Regions from separate parts of the Gadus morhua genome. Here region 1 is linked to region 2. The links are chromatin contacts, called in public Hi-C maps. All regions are on one chromosome and are shown on one strand. The core of a region is the stretch at or near the end of the contact, and the rest is flanking DNA. Distances in the headings are between cores, read along the strand shown.

The links. A called contact is a pair of places that touch in the nucleus more often than the background predicts.
Region 1: a contact with region 2 is called in a Hi-C map of gill, with 4 times the contacts expected there. The contact joins the promoter of rpe65a here to the promoter of prkacbb in region 2. A contact is called at or near these places in 2 of 6 Hi-C or Micro-C datasets (blood and gill).

Annotation. Positions count from the first base shown.
Region 1 is chr8:5,216,625-5,220,333 of gadMor3.0, reverse strand. It overlaps rpe65a (retinoid isomerohydrolase RPE65 a), which reads right to left and starts at 1,771. Exons shown (of 14, transcript XM_030362787.1): 1 at 1,501-1,771; 2 at 804-886; 3 at 546-696; 4 at 332-439. The coding sequence starts at 1,511.
Region 2 is chr8:5,068,490-5,072,819 of gadMor3.0, reverse strand. prkacbb (protein kinase, cAMP-dependent, catalytic, beta b) reads left to right here and starts at 1,439. Exons shown (of 10, transcript XM_030362808.1): 1 at 1,439-1,764. The coding sequence starts at 1,719.

The sequences.
Region 1 (3,709 bases), core at 522-3,021, 150 kb before region 2:
CCTTCAGCAGTACTTTTATCCAAAGCGACTTACAATAAGTACATTTGTCGGAAGAAAGAGAAACTATGCAGAGTCCTCTGCATAGTGTGAACTCTGAACTCTGACCAGGTGATTCATAATTAATAATGATATACAGACAGAGAGAGTCTGTCTGTGAGCCTTGCTCGCTCTGTGAATTACGTACCTACTCATCAAAGCTATGTAAATAAAGGTATTACGATGACAATGATGCCAGATTCTTGGTTTCATGGTTCTTCTTTACTTGTAATAATGAGGATTCCCTTTCGGCTCATATGAAAACAAATAAGATTGTGTCTATTACAAAGCCCACCTGGAGAAGATGTTTTTACAGGGATCGGGATAGGCAAAGGTACCAAACTCAGTGATGACCACACGCTTCTCTGTGATGGCTCGTACATAAGCATCCGTTTTGATAAACCTAGATGTGCAGTAGAAGTGGAGGTAAGCAGAAATATGTTTTACATTTGGTTTCATTGATTTTAATCAACAGCATCGAGTGTGTAAATCTATAAATCTGGTCTTACTTTCTGAAGTAGGTGACCTGTCCATTCTTGAAGTCAAATTTGTGCATGAGTGCCTGGCCGTCAAACAGGTGATAGAAAGGCTCATCTCCAACCTCAAAGAGTCCAGGTCCCAAGCGCAGAAGACTCCCTCTTAGGAAGGAAGGAATTCTCCCTGTAAAGTGCAAACATCAACATCATCCACCAAAACAGATGGTTTGTCTAAATGTGAGAGACACACAAGGTTTATAGACACATGACCGCTTGGAGGAGCCTACACACCTGTGATGACCGCTGGAATAGGCTCAGACAACTCTTCACAAGTCTCAAAGATCTTTTTGTAGCTGCCCGCTGGGTGTTCAATTCTGAAATGTCAAGACGATGAGAGCATTGAAGCATGAGGACATTTCCATCCTTAGAGAACGTTTTTCTCTGTGACCAAAAGGTTGTGCTTTTAAACAGGTCACCCAGTTCATGTTTCCTCAACATGGCTGTAAGGTCAGAGTAACCAATATAACCTTCAAACATCCCACGAGTATTAGCCGTTCGGCTTCAAATCCACAGAGGCTTCAAGTGCCCGACAAAGGAAAGGATTAATCAAAAACATCCACAAAGATCAAATCAAGTTTCCAGCCAATGAAACCAAAGCCACACGATCGCTCAATAAAGTGGGCTTCATTTTAATAGAGGCTAAACCTTCTGATAATTTCACATTGCAACCAATGTTCAAAACTATAATTTGAACATTATACACTATAATTTCAAACCCACTATAATCATTATAACCATTTATGTCAGGTCAGGCAGGCATCATCTACGATGAATGAGATCATTTGGAAAGTTTAAAGAACAAATCAGTGCTAAATGTTCCTGTTGTTACACTCCATCACAAGCAGCTACCCTCAAGCCTTTAGTGTCGTCAGCACTTAAGGCTTAAGTGTTAAGGAATACAAGGTTAGGAAGAGGAATCAACACTCACCTGCTAACCATGGCTTCTTCCTGTGTAATCACACAACACAATCAAATAGTTTCTGTTTCAGTTCGGATATGGAGGTCTGATTTCCCCTCTGATGATGGTAGGCCTATATAGGCCTGTTTTATAGGGTAGCTTTACGTGTTGGAATCCCTTTTTTAGGGACGGTCCATTGCGCTGTAAACCATCCGGCCAGCCAATCACATCGCATGCTGAACATAAATTCCATTGTGCCAATATCCCTCTCTAGCCATGGGTCGACCCTGTTCAGAACGGACTTATACAACATTTCACAAAGTTAGAACCCATTCTTGCAAATGTGTGGCAATAAAACACGTGATTGTATAAGTAATGACGACGATGCCGTAGGCTGAAGTTTAGCTTTAACATTTTTACACAACTGTTTCAAAGTGTAATCCTTTCAAAATGGAATTAGTGCAAAACAATGGAAGTTACTTTTAGGCAGAGTGGTAATAAATATATAAATAAACAGTTTAAGATAACACTAAGTATTTTGAAGATCAAACGCTCTCTATAAACTAGAAAACGAAATAAACCTGTATTGTATTTAGTTTAAAATTGGCATTTTGCACGCTGGATTTCATTTGTCTGTTTTTGTTCTTCATTGTGAAACCCAGGGAGCTCACATTTTTTCGTCTCATTGCAATAATCCACTATGGTGGAGGCTTATGACAACATGAAGCGAAGACAAGAGCTGCATTGTGTGAAAGACTTCTGCGCAATAATAACACGATGAGCATTAAAGGGCACCGTATCTCAAGGTTGTGATTGGACAACTAAAGCACATGGCTGGATCTCTAGAACTGGGACTAAACAATTATAGCTGTGGTGGTAATTTCCAAGTGAGACATTTCATCTTTCGGAGTTTTCAAGTAGGCTACACAGATTGATCTTTATATATATCTGCAGTGATTATAGTTAATGTAAAGAATGTCCGACCCAGACTCATGTAATCCTCAAATCTGTTATCCTAATCTCGAAAATTCTGTTGTATTTAAATTGTGTCGAAATATAAGCAAAGCACAGAAAGACACCCAAAGGGCGCTAAACCCTTTGAGTATATGAAGTAAACCCTATATGACTATCTATCCATCTATGTTAATGCACTATTCTCTGTAATATAACATAATGCCCTAACTGTTAGTCTCTAATGTAATGATATCCTTATAAAGCCAGCATTTTATATTTGCACATAACATCAACACAACAGATATAGCCTGACTGTATATATAGGGACAATAATCTAGAATTGTAGTTACCATAAGAAGGGACATTTTCCAACGTTTATTTTTTTTCAGTTTTGTTGACATTTGTGCAGTTGTATGGCTCAATCGAAAAAAGTGTTTTGTATTCGATATGATTCCGATATGATATATGCTGTTTCACATGTACTACTAGACAAATACCATTCTTGATGCGTGCGCTCATTAAACACATTTTTTGGGAATGCTCGGGCGACCTCTGCTGGTGAATATATATATGAATAAAAAAACGGTTACTGTTGCAAAAAGTCCAGGCACTAAACAACGTACTTTGATACAGGTAGACATCATTGTAATGGCCATATTTTAAATACAAAAACTACTGAATCTCAATTGTGAGGAAAAAACTGCAAATGCAGAAAGCCAATGTTCTTTGTTTATTTACAATAGATGCATAGGACGGACCCAGCTTGTCGGGCGCAATGAGATGAGGCGTATTGCTCATGCAGGGACACCTCGACACTCAGCTAGGAGGAGCAGGGGATCGAACTAGCAACCTTCTAGTCACCCGCAAACCAGCTGAGCTACTGTCGCCCGGATCCTCTTTCTGGATGCGCTTACACCCAGACGTGGAGGAGAATCGCTCCTCATCTTAGTCACTAGACCCTGAGCACTGCCTCTTCTCCACGGGGGCCCCGTCGCTAGAGTCCCCCTACTTCCCCGAAGGCATCCCTCCTTTAGGCTCCTTCTTCCGGAACTGTAGGCGTAGCGCGGTGAGGGCTGGAGCCGGTTCACCGCCACCCGTCACGGACCAGGGGCTCAGCTCTTTTGGGAGAGAGAGACGCGGCCCGTGTGGGGCTGCTGGTTGGCTGGAGGGCGGAAGGAGGGAGGGATTTCGTTCCCGGGCGTTTGGGCTCTCACGGGGAGAATCGTGAGTGGAGAGGGGGCCTGGAGCTCTCCAGGGTTTTCCTCGAAGGATGAATCGCTGTGGT
Region 2 (4,330 bases), core at 190-2,689:
GAGATAAAAGAGTGGAACACGTGAACTCTGGTCAAACATTTCTTTCAGCCTTCCGCAAGTTTAATTGATTATGATGACCAGCAATCGATACCAGGCTTGGACAATTCATGGACATATGTTAATGTATTCAAGTAAACGCACGCACGCACACACACGTAACCACGCACGCACGCACATACACACACACACACACACACACACACACACACACACACACACACACACACACACACACACACACACACACACACGCGCACACATGCACGCATGCATGCAAATAGCCACACACACACACACACACACACACACACACACACACACACACACACACACACACACACACACACACACACACACACACACACACACACACACAGGTGTACACTACATCACAGTAATTAGCTTTGAAGCCGCACCCATAGTGACAAAAACATTTGAGCCAGATGATCCTCTCTACAAATATATTTCGTAGACCTAAAAGCCGCGGGTGGATTTTGAAAGAAAATGATGACCCAAGATAGAGCATTGCTGCACTCTGGTGGCCTATAGAAGCAAATGCTGCAGTAAAAGCTCTTGAAAAATTGGTTGTTTGAACGCATCCATACGTTGATTGTATAAAATACCGGCGTTTTTATTTTAAATGGCCCACTATAGCATAGTCGGTGCCTATGTGGAAATTAATGAAATGTACACAGAACAATACACCTATATGATCGGGGTGTCAACTTGTTAATTTAATTAAACATTGTCCTATTTTTCAATAACACTGTCAACTAGATAATTAGGAAGAGCTTTTTTATTGAATACGCTAAAGAGGAATTATTCAAATAAACAATTACAAAGGCATCCTAACTATATCAATCTGTTGCGAATGATTATCACAGAGATATAGATTACAAACATAATCACTTTATTATTAAATGTATCCAAATCGCTTGAATGCGGTGAAGGTAACATATTTTGCAGTTTCCTTTGTAAATACTTGTTATATGTATTACAATCATTGAATATGAGTATGTAAACATTATTAGAGCAGTGTCGTTACAATAATGGCTTTTTATCAGAGTCACAAATGGGATGATATTTGCAAGTTCTTGACTGGTATGAGACTGAACAATAATAACAATGCATTTTTTTAAATATTGCAAGCACAATATCAGAAAACAATACAAACAGTGAAAGTTGAATGCGCAGCTACTACAGACATACGCAGCTATAACATATACAAGAGTGGGCGGGACCAGTCTGTATTTTCCATAGACATAACGCATTACGCATGACATTTACGCGTTTATTTAATCCATAAATGCAATTCTCCAGTGCATTTGCAGACATTCTGTGCATGATGCACTAGAACGCGGAAGAAAGTCCAGGTATTCCAAACACATCTCCAACCAATCAGAAGCCACCCTGAGTGCCGCTGGGGGGGTTGGAGGGGAGGAAGAGAAGCGCACAAGAAGTGACCGCTAGCTTCATGTCAACGCTATCGCGATCAGCAAACACACAACGAGAGAGGGACGGATATCGATTAAAAAGGACAGGGAGGCCGCTTCGATCGTCCTGGAAACAGTGGGATCCAACGCTTGAATATATGCATCGCGTCCACACCGAGAGAGGGTGACTACGTTTTAAAAAGGACGAGTTGTTGCAACCCCCAGAAACATCAGCTCTGCTTGGTGTCTCCAGCCAGCGCCATCTCTCCCGGTCCGGTGTGGACCATGGGGAACGCGGCCACGGCCAAGAAGGGCACCGAGCTGGAGAACGGTGAGCGATCCGCTCCGGGCAGGACGGGGGTGTCATGGTTTCCCCGTGTCATTTAATTAGTTTCCATCTTCTCCAAACACTGGGTAGATAGGGCTGTAGCGTTGGAGATATCCGTTCTATACTCTTAATCTGTAGCCTACAAACAGGCGGGGGTCTGGGGTGGTGGTGGCGGGGTGTGGGTACGCTCTCCCTTGGCCATATTCACTCCATCACAGCCTGGTAAACATTTGGACACTATATTATGGATCAGGCTTGTGAGTGTTGGTGGGATCGCATCTCCGGATGACCTGAATTGAGTGTATAACCAGCAGCAGTAGTGTCTAAAACGCTGTTATCATAAAAAAACCTATGAGTTGTGAGGAGGGGGTATTTACCCTCTGAACCACCGGGAAAACATGATGTCCGCCCGCCCAGTCTACAGATGCATGCCCCTCCTGCACATTTTGTTTCTTTACTATTGTTTTTGTTTTAATTCTTTGGATGGTTTTGGAGAAAATATGTGTTGAGTTGAATGCACAATGCGTAAAGAGGGGATGTCTAGCCAGCCAGCTAACATTAGCTGCAGGGGATTAGCCTTCACAAGGCCCAGTCAGTCCCCCTCTCTTGATGTTGGTGAGCTGGCCTTTCCGTGGCTAGCTGTGCTGCACATATGTGCTGCACAGATCGTCCCGGTAGCCCTGGTGTTTGTCTTTGTAAAGGTGTATTTGATTAACTTTTGTTGTGTTTTTCTTTCCCAACACCACCGAGATCAGTTGGTCAGACCTGGGTGTTGCCCATTTAAGTTCTTATCAGCCTCCAGCTAAAACTGGTTTTACATCAACTTTGTGCAGTTGTTTCCACTATCTGTTTATGTCAAATGCAACGTAATCCCAACTTCAAAACATGATATTGTATTTTTTCTACTTAAGTTTGACAGCGTCTACTTCCAAAGCATGTTGTGTCCTTGCCTACATTACATAAACACAGCTGTGCCTCTGCAGCACAGTGACCAAATATGGAGAAGAAATGACAAATGCCTTCTTTCCATTCATAAAACTGGGCTCCACTACCGGGATCCCCTTTAACACTCAGGCATTCACGAAGTAAGATTACTAAGAGCTTTAGTTTTGACATAATCTAAATGTTGTGACGGTCCTGTCGTGCCACTCTCGCAGACAATATTATAATTGACCAGTAAAGGCTTGTCATCGCGACCTTCGTCAGAGGATAAGGGGTATTACAAGCTTTGAAAGGTTTGACGTAGCTGCAACTAGGCTAGAGTTAATTTGTGACGGTAAGCTTTGACGTGTGCGGGTAGGTGATGAGGCGATCCGGTTTGCTGCGTTCTCTGAAGTTTTTCCATTCTTTGATGGCGTTAGGATAGTGGTGGCTTTGTGTAAATAGACGAATCACACTAGATGGGGGCATGCATGCACCATAGTGCTATCATCCAAATCATCCTTACTACATAGGGATATATCTTAGTTCAGAACATTATAAGAATGTTCAGAGGCAGCAGTGTTGCCAGTGCCAAGCTGCTCCAGAGTTGGTCGCGATGGTTAGATCAGCACAGTGGCCCACTCTCGGTCATATCTTCACTGTGTTTAGGATCTGTAGGTTGTCAGGGGCTGGCTGTTTAATCTGGTTAAGCTGACCCTCTGCCCTGGGCTTGGGATTTGTGTGTGGTGAGTGGCCACCCTCTCATGACAAACCTGGAGTTCCCTATATAGCAACTTGTGCTGTATGTGTTGCCTGTTGGCCTTCCATGCGTACCACCTCTGCAGCGCTTTCCCTTATCGGTGCCGCAAATTCAAACCCATCGTTTTGGAGTTATCCGCGTGTTGTTGGCCACATGATAAACAATGTACTAGACCTATTTTACCAGAGGATAACTCAGCAACCGGTTTGCATTGAGTTGGTGTTCTTACAGACAGCATCAATGTCAGTAAAGGGTTGGTTCATAAGTTAAGGCAATCAGGCATAATTTGCTGACTATTCATACATGTCTTTGAAATCCATAAGGAACATCATGTGATATTACTCGAATAATGGCAGGTTTGGCTCGGTATGAATTTGAAAACAAATCCTTTTTCAGCCTGGTTTTTTAAGGGGTTAGGAGTTCCTATATCATCATTATCATGTGTCCACGGCTGAACACTCCTTCACTACAATCCCATTACAATAACAAAAATCGATGGCGTTAGATTTGTAGCACACAGGGGGACCCCAAAAAACTGAACTCGAACAATGAAATCTCCCGAGAAACAATGACCCAGTTATCCCCGTTGATCAGAAAGTTAATTAACAGTTAACCTTTATATGCCAACGGTCTGCTCTGCTGGAGGACCCCTGTTACGATAGCTGCGTCCTTGTATCGAGGTCTGGCCTACGAGGGTCCACTTCAGTTCGGCCAAACGGTCGTCCATGTAAATGTCAACAGGGTCGGTGCATTAGCGTTTGAGATCCTGCCGTTGTGTTTTGAAACTGAGCTGTTGCTGCTTCGCAAACCGAATGTCATTCAGTTTTTTGTTGGGGAGAGATTATGTGGAAAGTGACGGAGAAACTATATGGGTTAGATAGTACTAGG